Regions from separate parts of the Mus musculus genome. Here regions 2 and 3 are each linked to region 1. Evidence: chromatin contacts called from public HiChIP or PLAC-seq data. All regions are on one chromosome and are shown on one strand. Each heading gives the region's core, a stretch centred on a gene start, on an enhancer-like site or on the middle of the called end of the contact. The rest is flanking DNA. Distances are from core to core; before and after follow the strand shown. Region 1 overlaps Etv6 (ets variant 6). Region 2 overlaps Etv6 (ets variant 6). Region 3 overlaps Etv6 (ets variant 6).

The links. HiChIP or PLAC-seq counts read pairs in DNA pulled down with a chosen protein or histone mark.
Region 2: an H3K27ac HiChIP or PLAC-seq map of microglia shows a contact between it and region 1, with 4 times the contacts expected there. The contact joins two enhancer-like sites. A contact is called at or near these places in 4 of 484 Hi-C or Micro-C datasets (cerebral cortex, nephron progenitors and uterus) and 5 of 115 datasets of contacts at active chromatin or transcription factors (CD8 T cells, bone marrow-derived macrophages, embryonic stem cells and 2 more).
Region 3: an H3K27ac HiChIP or PLAC-seq map of microglia shows a contact between it and region 1, with 4 times the contacts expected there. The contact joins two enhancer-like sites. A contact is called at or near these places in 2 of 484 Hi-C or Micro-C datasets (Th1 cells and bone marrow-derived macrophages) and 4 of 115 datasets of contacts at active chromatin or transcription factors (bone marrow-derived macrophages, double positive thymocytes, embryonic stem cells and 1 more).

The regions. Positions count from the first base shown.
Region 1 is chr6:134,062,568-134,066,671 of GRCm38.p6, reverse strand. The region is part of intron 1 of Etv6 (ets variant 6); the gene reads right to left. Among named protein-coding and RNA genes, the nearest start is that of Etv6, 29 kb to the right of the region's middle. Within about 2 kb of position 1,406, at least 89 of the 459 cell types and tissues checked have an H3K27ac peak or open chromatin away from gene starts, as enhancers often do. A contact at or near this core is called in bone marrow-derived macrophages and microglia, where this site is marked.
Region 2 is chr6:134,206,967-134,211,243 of GRCm38.p6, reverse strand. The region is part of intron 2 of Etv6 (ets variant 6); the gene reads right to left. Among named protein-coding and RNA genes, the nearest start is that of Gm38908, 14 kb to the left of the region's middle. Within about 2 kb of position 2,738, at least 92 of the 459 cell types and tissues checked have an H3K27ac peak or open chromatin away from gene starts, as enhancers often do. A contact at or near this core is called in microglia, where this site is marked.
Region 3 is chr6:134,260,851-134,265,330 of GRCm38.p6, reverse strand. Etv6 (ets variant 6) reads right to left here. Exons shown (of 8, transcript NM_007961.4): 6 at 3,499-3,641; 7 at 2,212-2,312. Among named protein-coding and RNA genes, the nearest start is that of Gm17089, 14 kb to the right of the region's middle. Within about 2 kb of position 2,275, at least 88 of the 459 cell types and tissues checked have an H3K27ac peak or open chromatin away from gene starts, as enhancers often do. A contact at or near this core is called in bone marrow-derived macrophages and microglia, where this site is marked.

The DNA.
Region 1 (4,104 bases), core at 157-2,656:
GTAAGGAAAAACTGATGATCAAGTTAGATCTTTCCTTCCTACACATTCTGATTGTTTTAAAGTTCTTACTCCTGTGTGTGTGTGCACGTGCACATGTGCGTATACACATACACACCCCACACACACACACACACACACACACACACACACACTCATCCACTCACAGAAGGCCAGAACATTACTTTCCATTCAGGTGTCATTAATACCTGTGTTAATTCTGCATATACTCTTTCCTGGATCACGAGGTTCCTATTATCTCAGCATTCTTCTCTGAGGCTATTTCCTGGTAATCTCAGCCATCTGAAGCTGTGGACTCAGGGGTGAGGCCCTTCCTCGTGAGGACAGCATGAACCAGTCCCTCGAGGCTGGGGAAACACAAAGCAGAAAAAGGAAGGAAGAATCCGTGAGTTCTGGCCTTTGCCCTCCTACTCCACAGTGTGAGTCGGGATGGATAGCTCCTCTCATCTGCTAGTCCCCAGCAACCTGAGGAACCAGGCCTTCAGACTGTGACTTAACTGTGACAACTGGCTTTCCTGGGGCGCCTGCCTGAGGACAGCAGAAGATCACAGGACACACCCCCTCATCCTCCACTGTCATGTGAGCTAATGCATCTTAATTAATTAATTGATACATGAATGAATACATGCATAAAATTTACTGGCTCTCTTTCTCTAGAGAACCCCAATACAACGATGCATATCATTCTCTTTAAATGAATGAGATAAAATCAGAACAGAAAAAGAAATCCTAAGATAATCAGAAACTATTCTCTCTACAAGGGGACAGAAAGCCAGGAGGAAGAAGGTACCGCCGTGTGAACTGTAGAAAACAGGCGTAAAACAACTCCTGTGAGCTTTGGTCACCGATGAAACCATGCCCTGACCGTTCTGAGCTCCAGATTAAACGCATGTACATCTTCCCTGCCCTCAATAGATTTTATTACCTGGGGCAGTAGATCAGTAGCCATGACCAAAAGTCATCACACTGACATTAAAATTGGAATTGGGTATGCCAGGATATCCTCAAAGGACCTCGAAACACCCTCCCTTTTACATTTGTCTCCTTGATCGAGTCCTTGTAATAACAATGTGACAGGTACGGTACTTGGCCATTCAAAGTCCTTGTTGGTTAATTAAACAGCAAGTACATGGTGCACCTGGCATAGATCCTGGCATAGGTAAATGAGGCCTGAAAAAACGGAGGGAAAACACCACAGCAGAAACCAGAGGAGGGGGCACCTCCTCACCAGAGGAGGTCAGGCAGGGCGGAAGCAACTGCCCTGAAATATACAGATGTCTGCCAGATAGAATTTGGTGGAAGTTCTTGGCCTACGATGGTGCCTACCATCCTCATTTTGCAGTTAGGAAACAGGAAGTTCGATGAAAGGAGAAGTTTCATGACGTTAAATGAGTTCTCTGAGGGCCAATGGCACTACCTTGGCCATGTTCCACAGCCAGCCTCTTAAACCAGAGGCCCTTCACTTCCCCTTGTGCCAGGGTTAATCTTGATTGTCAAACTGGCAGTGCTCAGAAGCACCTGGAAGACGTCTAAGCACCCCGTCAGGTGCACCCGTGAGGTTGTGTCTCTAGGGAGCATCAGATTGAAGGGAAAACCCATCCTGGATTCAGGCAGCAACATCCCATAGGCTGTGAGCCCCAGCCCCACATTCCTGCTCTCTGGTTCCCAGCTACAGCAATCCAAACTGCTCTGCCCTGTCACACAGTTCCAACCATGACACTTCTGAAACCCCAGGCCCTAACAAACGTTTCTTCCCTCAAGTTGTTTGTGTCAAGTATTTGTCACAGTGACATTGGCAATTGCAATACCTAGCATATCACAGGAATTCCTTGAGTGTCTGTCCAACTCATCTGCATCACTGGGGCCACTTTCCACAGCCCATGTTCTTTGGCTACATTCTGGTCCACAAAACAAGAAGGATTTAGAATAACCGCCATATATCTTGCTAAAGAAACAGTCTCGGGCTGGTGAGATGGCTCAGTGGGTAAGAGCACCCGACTGCTCTTCCGAAGGTCCAGAGTTCAAATCCCAGCAACCACACGGTGGCTCACAACCATCCGTAACAAGATCTGACTCCCTCCTCTGGTGTGTCTGAAGACAGCTACAGTGTACTTACATATAATAATAAATAAATCTTTAAAAAAAAAGAAAAGAAACAGTCTCTGTGCAGGTCTCTGTGTAGGGCTGTCATAACAGGCCAAAGGCAGTATGGTTGTATGAATGCCCATATGTACATATATATTTATTTATTTATGTATCCAAAGATGTATATGTTCTACTACTCAGAACAGGAAGTAACTAGGAGTTTTAGTTCTGGTTCTACTTGGACTTACAATTAAAGGCAGAAAGAGGGAGCAAGGAGAAGTGCTGAGAAAAGAGGAGGGGAGAACAGAGAAAGGTCCAGCCCAAAGCCGGACCCATACATCTTCCTCTCCCTCTCCAGAGACAACAGCCAGAATTGATCTGTGATCTGTTTCCCTGTCTTACAAAAGCAGGCGGGAGTCACTGTGTGCTGGTAGTGGGGAGAAGCAAATGGTAAGAAAGGCCTTCCATTCACTTAACAAGAAGCAGAAAGTCGGTCTGGGAACCATATCAGGGCCTCTCATGGACAACTCAAGAATCTGTATTCACAAGAGGAATGTTAAAACTGCACACTGTTCTCTCTGCAGACAAAAACGCCTAAAGTCCCTACTATAGCCGGCCTTGCTGCAAACAGGCACCACCCTCATGAACATCTATCTGGGCTGAGTCCTGGAGCCCAAGACAGCACCAGCCCCAAAGCCGCACGCATCTGTAATTTTTTTAACATGTTCTATTTTATTTGATTTGGGGTGTGTGTGTGTGTGTGTGTGTGTGTGTGTGTGTATGCGCGCACGCATGTGTGCCATTGTATGCATCTGGAGGGAGGGACAGAGGGCAATGTTTCCTCCTTCTTTGCATGGGTTCTGGGGATTGAACTCAGGTCATGAGGCTTACACAGCAAGCCCCTTTACCCAATTAGCCACCACACCAGTCCCCATAAACTGTTTTAGACATGCTCATTCTTTCAACAACAACAACAACACTCTCTCTCTCTCTATATATATATATATATATATATATATATATATATATATATATATAACCAGTTTTATGTCCAATTTTGTAGTTATAAGCACAAAACCAAAAGAGATCTTGACCTAATAGGATCACATGAAGGAGTAGAAATAAGATACTTGAAAAAAAAAATGTGCTAGAAGTTTCCAACTGGGTGCTATAGATAGCATGTAAGAAGGGCATCTGGGCCAGAAGTGGTGATGCATGCTTGCAATTCCACAGCTCAGGAGGCTAAGTCAGAAGGATGGTGAGTTCAAGTCTAGCCTGGAGTACACAGGGAGACCCTACCTATGGACCTGGCTTCTTCCAAGGCTCAAACAAGAGGATTTCTGGAATTCAAGACATGCCTGGACTACAGAGTGAGTTTGAAATCAGACTAGGCAACATAGCAAGATAATGCCTCAAATAAAGTGACAGGGATCAGTGGAAGAGACTAGAGATACTGCTCAGTGGCAGGGAGCTTGCTCAGGATATGTAAGGAAGGTCCTCGGTTCAACTTTCAATGCCAGGAAAAAGAGGGGGTGCCAGTACCTCTCATAGCAGACTTCAGGCGCAGGCAAAGGCAGTCCAAGGGAAAGCGATGAGAAGCAGGACAGAGAGGTGAGTAGAAATGTATGGGGCTAAGCAGCCTTGCCAGGGCTTGAACCAGAGTGTGCGAAGGAATGAACGCAGTGCAAGCAGTCTGGCATGCAATGATGCCAAGGGTTATGGAGGCGCTTCTCTGTTGAGACTAGACGGAGAAAAAGATGTCAAATTCTTGTGCCATCTCATTACCTTATGGGACAGCTCACCATCCAATGACATTATGCAGTCACCTCCAAAGGCATCATCCAGAATTCCCCACTAATGGGGAAAGTGACATGAACAGGGGGGCTACGAGCCAGCAAGAAAACATAAGGCAAAGACTGAGATGCGGACCTGGAACTTGACTTCAATGGTGTGTGGATATCAGTAGTGTATCACTATTTCTACTCTGTGGGGTGGGGGGAA
Region 2 (4,277 bases), core at 1,489-3,988, 140 kb before region 1:
GTACACAGTGGTAGGAAAATGAGAAAGACAAGCCTCACTCCCCTTGGGCTCAGGGGGCCAGAAGGGAGCCGGGACGCTCCACGTTATGTGGAACACCTTTCTCTCCTGGTTTGCTCATCTGGGATTCTACATCATTTATAGCTTGTGATAAAGGCTGGAGGAGTCCTGTGGGAGAGGGAGCTGATAAGATAACACGAGACATGATTCAACTCATGCTTGGTTTTGTTCGGCAGTAAGAAGAGTCTCAAGGAATACTGGCAGCCCCAGAGTGTGAAGGTGGACTTTCTAGTGGCCAGAGGGCAGGGTATACTTTGTGCGGCTAGGTGGCAGAAAGGCAGGGGACACCAAAAAGAAAGACACCTGAATTCACTGTCTGCCTACTGTCACATGGAGTTTGTCATTCCTCTCTTGGCTGGCCTTGAGCTCACTACGGGTAAGGATGACCCTGAATTCCTGGCCCTCCTGCTTCTACCTCCCAAGGCCTGAAATTACAGGCACGATCTGCCATGCCTATTTTATAGCTAAGAATACTGTGAGTTCTGAAAGGAGATCCCTGTCTTTGGAGCCTGGAGTTAAAGCCCTTTCTTGTGGCCTCTGCTCTGGTGAGGTCTCTCACCAGGCAGCTGTTTATCAAAGCCCACCGTCCACTCTTACTTCTTAACAAGTATGGCTGACTTGGTAGGGAACACTAGGAACTACCACCAGTCAACTTAGAAAATAAAATGCAAAGTCCACTTCCACCGTTTCTGTGACCTACTAGCGTGGACGCTATCAACAACTGAACGGTCCCCAAAGATACCCTCACACGGTGACCCCTGGAGCCTGTGCATGGGAACTTTTATGAGAAACATGTTTGCAGACATAACTTAAGGATCTTGAGACGAGGTCACGAGGGTTCTTCAGGGACCACGACTCCAGTGTCCAGTGTCAAGTATCCTTATAAGGGAACAGAGGACAGGAGGTGTGGCCACGTCCAGACTCAAGTGTTCTGCAGGACTGGGCTTGCTTTTGAGTTTCTTTGCACGGGATCTTTTTTACCCACATGATGAAATGTCTTTGTCTTTATTCAATATTTGTCACTTTCTCTTGAGTTATTTTTTGTTGTTTCCTTCTTATTTTACCTTATTTGCATTTTCCACTACTCTTCAAAACCTGGTCTTCAGTATCCATTCTTGTGTGCTCTTACCAGCTCATGTCCTACCTCTGACTTAGCACTATCCCTGCTTCCCCCTCCCATGTTGTACTACTTTCATAATGTTTGTGCTCACATGGAAGGAGACGGCTGCTGTGAACTGTTTAAGATGCTCTGGAACGCCTGTTGTCTTATGAAGAGCTATTATCCTGCTTCTCATTTTCCTCTGTCTTATAAAGTGTGTTTGAGTCTCACTTTTCTACCGTTCTCTCTCTTTTTTTTCTCCTTTAAAACCCAAGTTAATCTTTCTGGGTTTTTAGGAACTGACTTACTTTCAACTTTACCTAGCTACTCTTCTATTCAAAGATGGCAGCTAGCATTCTGAAACCACTTGGCTCTCTGTTCCTTGGGGAGTTCTTTCCCAAGTCACTCCTCTGCTACTGTGGAAGAAGGTGGTAGCCAGCCACAGAGTTAGCAGGCACCAGGGAATCCTGCATCTTGCTGAGTCTCAGAGGCCACTTATAGGATTGGTGACAACTTCTTGGTTATTTTGGGTTTTTCTTGTCCCCAGGTTTATCCACCGTCTTGGAGACTCCTTGTTACTGAGTTTTAAGTATTGTCCCTGGGTTTTTGTCTTGCTACCATATCGCTGTGCTCTTATAGGAACTTGAGAGAATTATGCTGTCATACATCCCAGACTATCCCATAATACTTTCTATGTGAAAGGACTGCACAGCTCTGGAGTCTTACTAGACAGAAGGTAAGCTTCTTTCACCTGTTGGTAGGCCACTGCTGGATTTTTTTGACAGTAAGCAAAAGAAATATAATAGCTAATCTGAGGGGTTTGAGGTCACACCTGTGTGGCCCAGAGCAAAGGAACCTCCATCCTGAGAAACAGGGATAGGAGAAGTAGACAGGACTCAGACGCAATGTGTGTCAAGCACAAGACTCCGAGGCACACAGCACTGGAGACCCAGGACACAGGACTACAAAGGACCTGTTTCAGTGAACATAGACTCTCCCATCATAAGGAATTTCTAAAACAACAAGGGCCTTGTAGATCCTGTCACTGTCCTTCCATGCCAGAGCTGTAGACATCTGAAAATTTCACAAGAATGTGACCCATGCGGGCTGTGGGTGGCACACCTCAGCAGTCCTAAGTGATGGTGAGGACCTCTGTGAGTGGCTCTTCCTCAGGAGCAGTGACAAGCCATAGTCTCAGATATAAGGAGATTCAGTCTCCAGCTTCTCTGTCAGCAGCTGCTCTCTGAAGCGGTCCCACAAATCCAGTGAGGCGATTAGCAGCAGGGCCTGCGGGTACCCTACTGCCTTGTTAGCCCCAACCCTGCTCTCCCCCTTCACCTCTCCTTTCTCATTAGGCTTCTGTCTTTTTGGAAGACCAGACTCACCCTTGATCCGCCAGTCTTATCACTGAAGAATTGTGCCCTACTGATAATTTTTTTAAATGTCTTTTTAAAAAAAGAACACGGTCCTTGGAAACTTTGCAAGAAATGTATCGATCTGAAATACTCAAGCTGAATTATTGAGCTTTGGCAGAGGAAATAAATCTTTCCCATTCCCCAAGCCTGCTGCCAAGTGCAGCTTCCAGGAAGAAATGTCCGTCCTTTCTGGAAATGAGGCAAAAGGCAAACATTCTATCACTCTCCCCTGACCCCACCCCTTCACTTGCAATTCACTGACAAAAGCACTTTGCGATACATTGCTCATTTGCCCGAATAGGCATCCGAATTAGTAATGCCTGGCTGAGGCAGCTTCCTAAATAATCAGGCCTGATCGTTTTTGGCAGACCCAGGGGCCTGTGGAAAGCAGGCTTGCAGCACGTCATTGCATTCGATGTGTCTTCCGGTTTTAAAATCAAAATTCCCCCCTACACACCTGGATGTACAAGGGGAAGAGAACATGCTTACTACTGTCAGAGATGAACCAAACCAGGAGCCAGGGCTGGGCTTGGGTGGGGGGTACCAGCATTCAGGGAAGGGGACTTAGACTGTGGTGTTCGCAACACGGGGCAGGATTAGCGCTCAGACTCCTGACATCTGCTGTTTCTTTCAGTTCAGCTGAGTGTTCGTCCCACCTGGCAGCGGTCCAGGGGAATTCCCACCATCATCAGCTGAACACAGTGTGGTCTAACTGCACAGCATCCATCTACCCACAGTTCCCTTCACTGGCTCCTCAGCCCATCCATCCAATGTCTAACATGGTGCTCTGTGCCTTGGGCTAGGGGTGGGGGCGGGGTGGGTATCAAAGGGAATGATAGCCAGTCTGGCTGGGAAACGGGGGATGTGGAGAGGCACTTACAAGTCTGCATTAGAACCGGGCCAGGGTAGCCTCTGAAAGGAAGGACAGGGTGACAGCTTGGCAGGCGCGGGTAGTTTGGGAAACCAAGCAGTATGACAGTTGTTACACAAGATGCGTGCGTGCATGCGTGTGTGTGTGTGTGTGTGTGTGTATGTGTGTGTGTGTTTTGAAAGGGTAGGGTGGGAGGTGATGTCTCCGTGCTGTCACTACAGTTCATTGAACATCATCTATCTTGAATGTACGTCTAGACAAGCACTCACCGTCACCCGTGGCCCAGTCTCAGAGAAGGCCAAGCCCATGCTGTCAGTGGCCAAGGTCCCTTTGCTTTAAGGCAACCTTCTACTCTCTGCTACGTGCCTTTCCAGTCTGTTGGCAAATACTGTTGGCTCTGCCTTTATTCCGAATACAGATCCAACAGCTTCCTTCATTCCCGTTGCTTCCTTCCATCCTCGTCCCAGGCACTGTTGGCTCTCTCATAGACCCAAACTCGTCTCCCAGCTTCCATCAACGTCCCCCTGTAGTCTGTTCTCAGAAGAGCTGCAGAGAAGCCCCATGTGTAAAGGTACTGCTCCTCTATGTCACTCAGAGTTCACGTCCAAATGATTGCAGCCTGACATGCTCTGACCCCACCCCTCCTCCTGCCTGCCTCCTCCTGCCTGCCTCCCTCTGCTTTGGTTCTACTGATGCCCACACCAGACAGAGTCCTATCCCAGGGCCTTTGTACTGGCGACTCCTTTGGGACTCTCTCACTTCCTTTAAGCTCTTAACTTTCCATCCAAAACAGCCAGCCTGTATTCTCTGACTTCTCCTTCTCTTCTTGCATTAA
Region 3 (4,480 bases), core at 1,026-3,525, 200 kb before region 1:
ACTAGTCACGATTACTGAAGATATCTTAAAGACTTATTTTGGCTTATGCATATGTCTCTCAAGAGTTTATGTGCACCGTGTGCATGCAGGAGCATGAAGAGGCCAGAAGAGGGCGTCAGATTCCCTGGCACTGGAGATACAGATGGTTTGTGGGCCATCATGTAGCTGCTGCTGGGAAGTGGTCTCTCCTGCTCCACACAGACTACTAAAAATGAAAATTATGGTGTGTTTGAGGACAGAGGGTACACAGGAGATGGTGGGAGAGGGTGCCTACCTGGGAGCGAGCAGCTGAGGAGGGCCTCATAAAGGGCAGGCAACTTGAGGTGGCCTTGAGGGTGTGTGAATGTGAGAAGGTAAGGAATATTCATGTCCGTCATACACATTCCATGAATGTGCTTGCCACAGACTTCAACCCCAGACAGGCTGGTTACGAACCCTGGGAAATGCAGCTGCCAGGCGTCAGGCCTTCAACACAGAACTAGACAGGGAGAGTGATGCCGAGACAGCAGATGGTGCATCCCAGTAACTGACTTGGATATAGAAAGAATCAAATATGAGTCCACCCTCCATTACTTTGGACAATGGCGTCAACTGATGAGAGCTGAGATTTCTGGGAAGAATTTCTCAGCCATGAAGGCCTGCCTTGCAGGAATCATATCTGGAGCACTAATGTGGTATTTTAGCAGGCATATTATACATACTTTTGAAATCCCATGAAGGGTTTCATGGTCAGATTTAAGACCAAAGACTGAGGTGAAAAATGAGATCGAGGGTGGTGGGATCCGCTCATCTAGGGTCAAAGAACAGGGAGCTAAAGGTTTGGGGTTAAAGGATGAAGGTGTCAACCTCATCCTTGCCGGAGGCAAGGAGGGCTCTTCTGTATTTATTTATTCCACTGACATGTCTTCATGCATTCTCTGTTCCTTTTGAAGAGCAACGTGACCAACGTTGGTCCTCCATTACCACTCTACCTCAGTGCTAATGTGTGGCTTCTGTGCTCTCCTCATGAGCACTACCGTCGAGTGCACCACGGCTCCTCATATACAGTGACATTTCCCTACCTGCACATACATGACCTGCACATACATGATCCTAAATCCACATCTCCAGACCCAGAGGTTGCGCTTTTTGTTCTAAATTTGCCAAAACCTACAACCTAAAGTCTTAATTGCAATATGGCTTCCTCCTGTCACTTCATTGACCAATGGTGTGAGTGAGGGCTCCCCCTATGCCATCCTCATTATCCCTTTAGATCCTTCTTCTTCTCTACTTCCGGAAATCACAATCTCCATGGTAGCTGAAACAGCCAGAACCATTAGCTATGGAGAATCTGGCAGGAGGGAGGGAGAGCTCCCGACCGCAGTGGCCGTCATACTTTTCTAACGGTGGTGTGTTTGTAAGACATACAATCTGCGGGGCTCAGTCGGTAAAGTGCTTACCACGTGAGAGTTCAGTTCCCACCCCCACAGAAGGGAACAGAGTGGCATATGCTTAGTCATCCCAGTTGCTGGGAGGTGGGGACAGGCAGACCACCCCCCCCCCAGCTTCTTAGTCAGCCCTAAGCCAGTGAGACCTAATCTCAAAAAACAAGGTGGATAGGGCCTGAGAAGTGACATCACAGGTTGACCTCTGGCCTCCAAACACATGTGCACACACACGTCTACACACAAGCCAAACAAAATTTTTATGAATTAATGGTCACTCTTTGATGAGCTATAATTTGGTGTGTCCAACTCTGTGATACTGCATTCTTTATTTCACTAAGAAAGTGGCTGTTGTTGACCAAGTACACCCACACAGTGAGTGACTCACTGTGGGTCATGACCTGAAGCTTGACAAAGCAGCTTCCAGGTTTGGTGACCTGGAAGTCCAAAGCTTAATCCTTCATTGTGCTATTGACAATAGTTATTCTGATTGCTCCGTTTAACTCCATCGGACACCAATGTCAGATAATGCTGTTTGACCACTGTGTTATTTTAAAGATGAGTCAGATCGCATTTAGCTTTGGCTTTCATACAGGACAGACTTCAGTGAAAGGAGTCATCTTTCCCCCTTAAATCCTAACAAGCCAGCACCCGGTTTCCAACCAACTTTCCAATCCAATTGCAGTCATGGCTCTGGGCCTCAGATTGGCATGTCAGAGCTCCTCCCTCTTCTGTAAAGAAAATAATGTCCTCCCAAAAGAAGGAAAGGGAAAAGAGGAAGTGCTACCTGAACAAAAGCCTTTGTCCGGGCTCCTTCCTGATAATGTTTAGTTTGTAGTAGTGGCGCAGGGCTCTGGACATTTTCTCATAGGTCATGTTTGTTCTGTTCTGTTTGTTCAAAGGAGGAAGGGAGAGAGAGAGGAAAAAAAAAGCACAAATACACAATGAAATGAACTTCAGAAAAGGCACCAGGCAGCTATTAAAATAAAGGCTGTTGAGTCGCTCCACATGGCCTCACCAGCCTGGGAATGCTACCTATTTGCTGGTCTGCCGCCTTCTGCTATCTACCCTCACAGCCACTGTGGCCAAGGTCTCCTCCTAAAACTGAACTGGCTTGTCAGGGCTAGAAGTACTCACTAACCTAGCCCATACTATGGCAACTGACCTCATTCCTTCTCTGCAGACTGCTCTGGGCTTCTTCTATATTAGGTGGGAGGCCTTCATGTCTGGTTCACATCAAGTTTCGTTTTGGGGTGCAATGAAGATTATACACTTACTGTCATTGCTATTGATGGGCAGTGCACAGAAGGTCCCTCAGTGACTCAGGTACCCAAACATCTGTTTAGGGGGCCTTGACCTATCTGTTTGTGTCCTTTGACTGGACTTTCTCAATTGGGAAAGAGCTCTGGCTGCCTTCTTAGGAGGCCTGAGGCTCGGCTGTGTCTCCTCGGTGTCCTCAGCGTGGTCTAATCTCCTTATGTGTCAACTGGCCTGGACCATGATTATCTCTTTTATATCTGTACATTTGAACCGCCTTCCTTACTATAAAGGACTATGTTTTGAATTCCACTTCCACTTCCTCCTTTGGAAAACTGTGGGGGCAGGCTTCTTGCAGCTTTTGCTTGCAAAGGGGGTGTTTTATAATCAGAACATATTTTCCATGCAGAAATGGACTTTTGTGAAAAGGGGGCTTTCCAACTGGTGGGGACAGAAGTAACACTTCCCAAAGGTCCCCCGTGAGTCATACAGCTCTCACTACTTCTCTGTTCCTCAGTACTGAAGGACAACAGGGGTGGCAGATCCAGGTCAAGGGGCGTGGTCAGGAGGGGGAACATTTATAAGTCTACTGAACTGAGTTCTGCTGAGTTAATGGGCCCCGGACAGAGGTAACACATGGAAAAACAGGGATCTTTAATTATTTCCTTCCTTCATAGCTACCTAATTGTGTGCCCAGTGAGGAGAAACCAAAGAATCATGGGCAGGCTTTGGAGGCAGCAAGACAATCACCCTCCAATTCAAGGATGAAGCCTGTGTTCTGGCAACAGCTTCCCCAACAAATATTTGGCCCTTTTACCTTATGGTTTCCCCAGAGTCGAGCCAGTCCGTTGGGATCCACTATCCGGAATATTTTGGATTCTTTGTCCTCCCATCGGATGAAGTTTTCGTACCGGCTGTCAGACAGCAACTGATAGACATAATCCCAAAGCAGTCTACAGTCTACAGAGGAGAGAGGAGAGTGCTGTTGAGAGTGTTTTTGTGGAGGCAGTCACAAGATTTAGAAAAGGGGTGTGGAACCACAGCTTGGGCCTGGAGTTGACTGTCTTATTTCCTTATTTCACAGGTGAAATGGGTCCTGAGAGAGCCGGGGAGCTCCTGCCGACCTTTGACCCTTTGACCCAGGGAGACTCGGTGTTGACCAAGGCTACCACCTTTATATGAGGACCAAGGAGGAACAGACTTGTTCAAAGTCACGACAGAACTTGAAGTTGTACCACCCAAGCTGTACCTGCAAATGAATAAATAGGCTTTGATAACAGGCTACAGAGAGGGTAGATGGATAAATGGTAGAAAGAGAATATCTCTCTCTCTCTGTGTTTCTGGAGGCCAGAGGTTGACATTAAGTGTCTTCATACATCATTTTCCATCTTACTAGTTTTGGAATTTCTCTGTGTGAGTGTGTGTGGGCATATCCATATACACTGAGACGCTAGAGGAGACACTGGTATCATGCTCTGTCTGCCTTATTGTCTTGAGACAGGGCCTCTCATTGAACCTGTAGTTCACCACTCCTGCTAGGCTGGCAGGCCAGCAAGTTCTAAAGACCCGCCTGTATCCACCGCCGTCCCCAATTCTGTGGTTACAGCTGTGCATTTTACATGGCATTTAACCTGACTTTTACACCACCGCTTGGGATTCAAACTCAGGTCGTCTTATTTGCATAGCAAGCACCTACCCACTGAGCTATTTCGCCAGCCCCTTCACCTACATCTTATTTATTTAGAGATATAGTCTCTCACTGAACAGGGATCCAGACTGTCTCTGTTTCCCTAGAACTG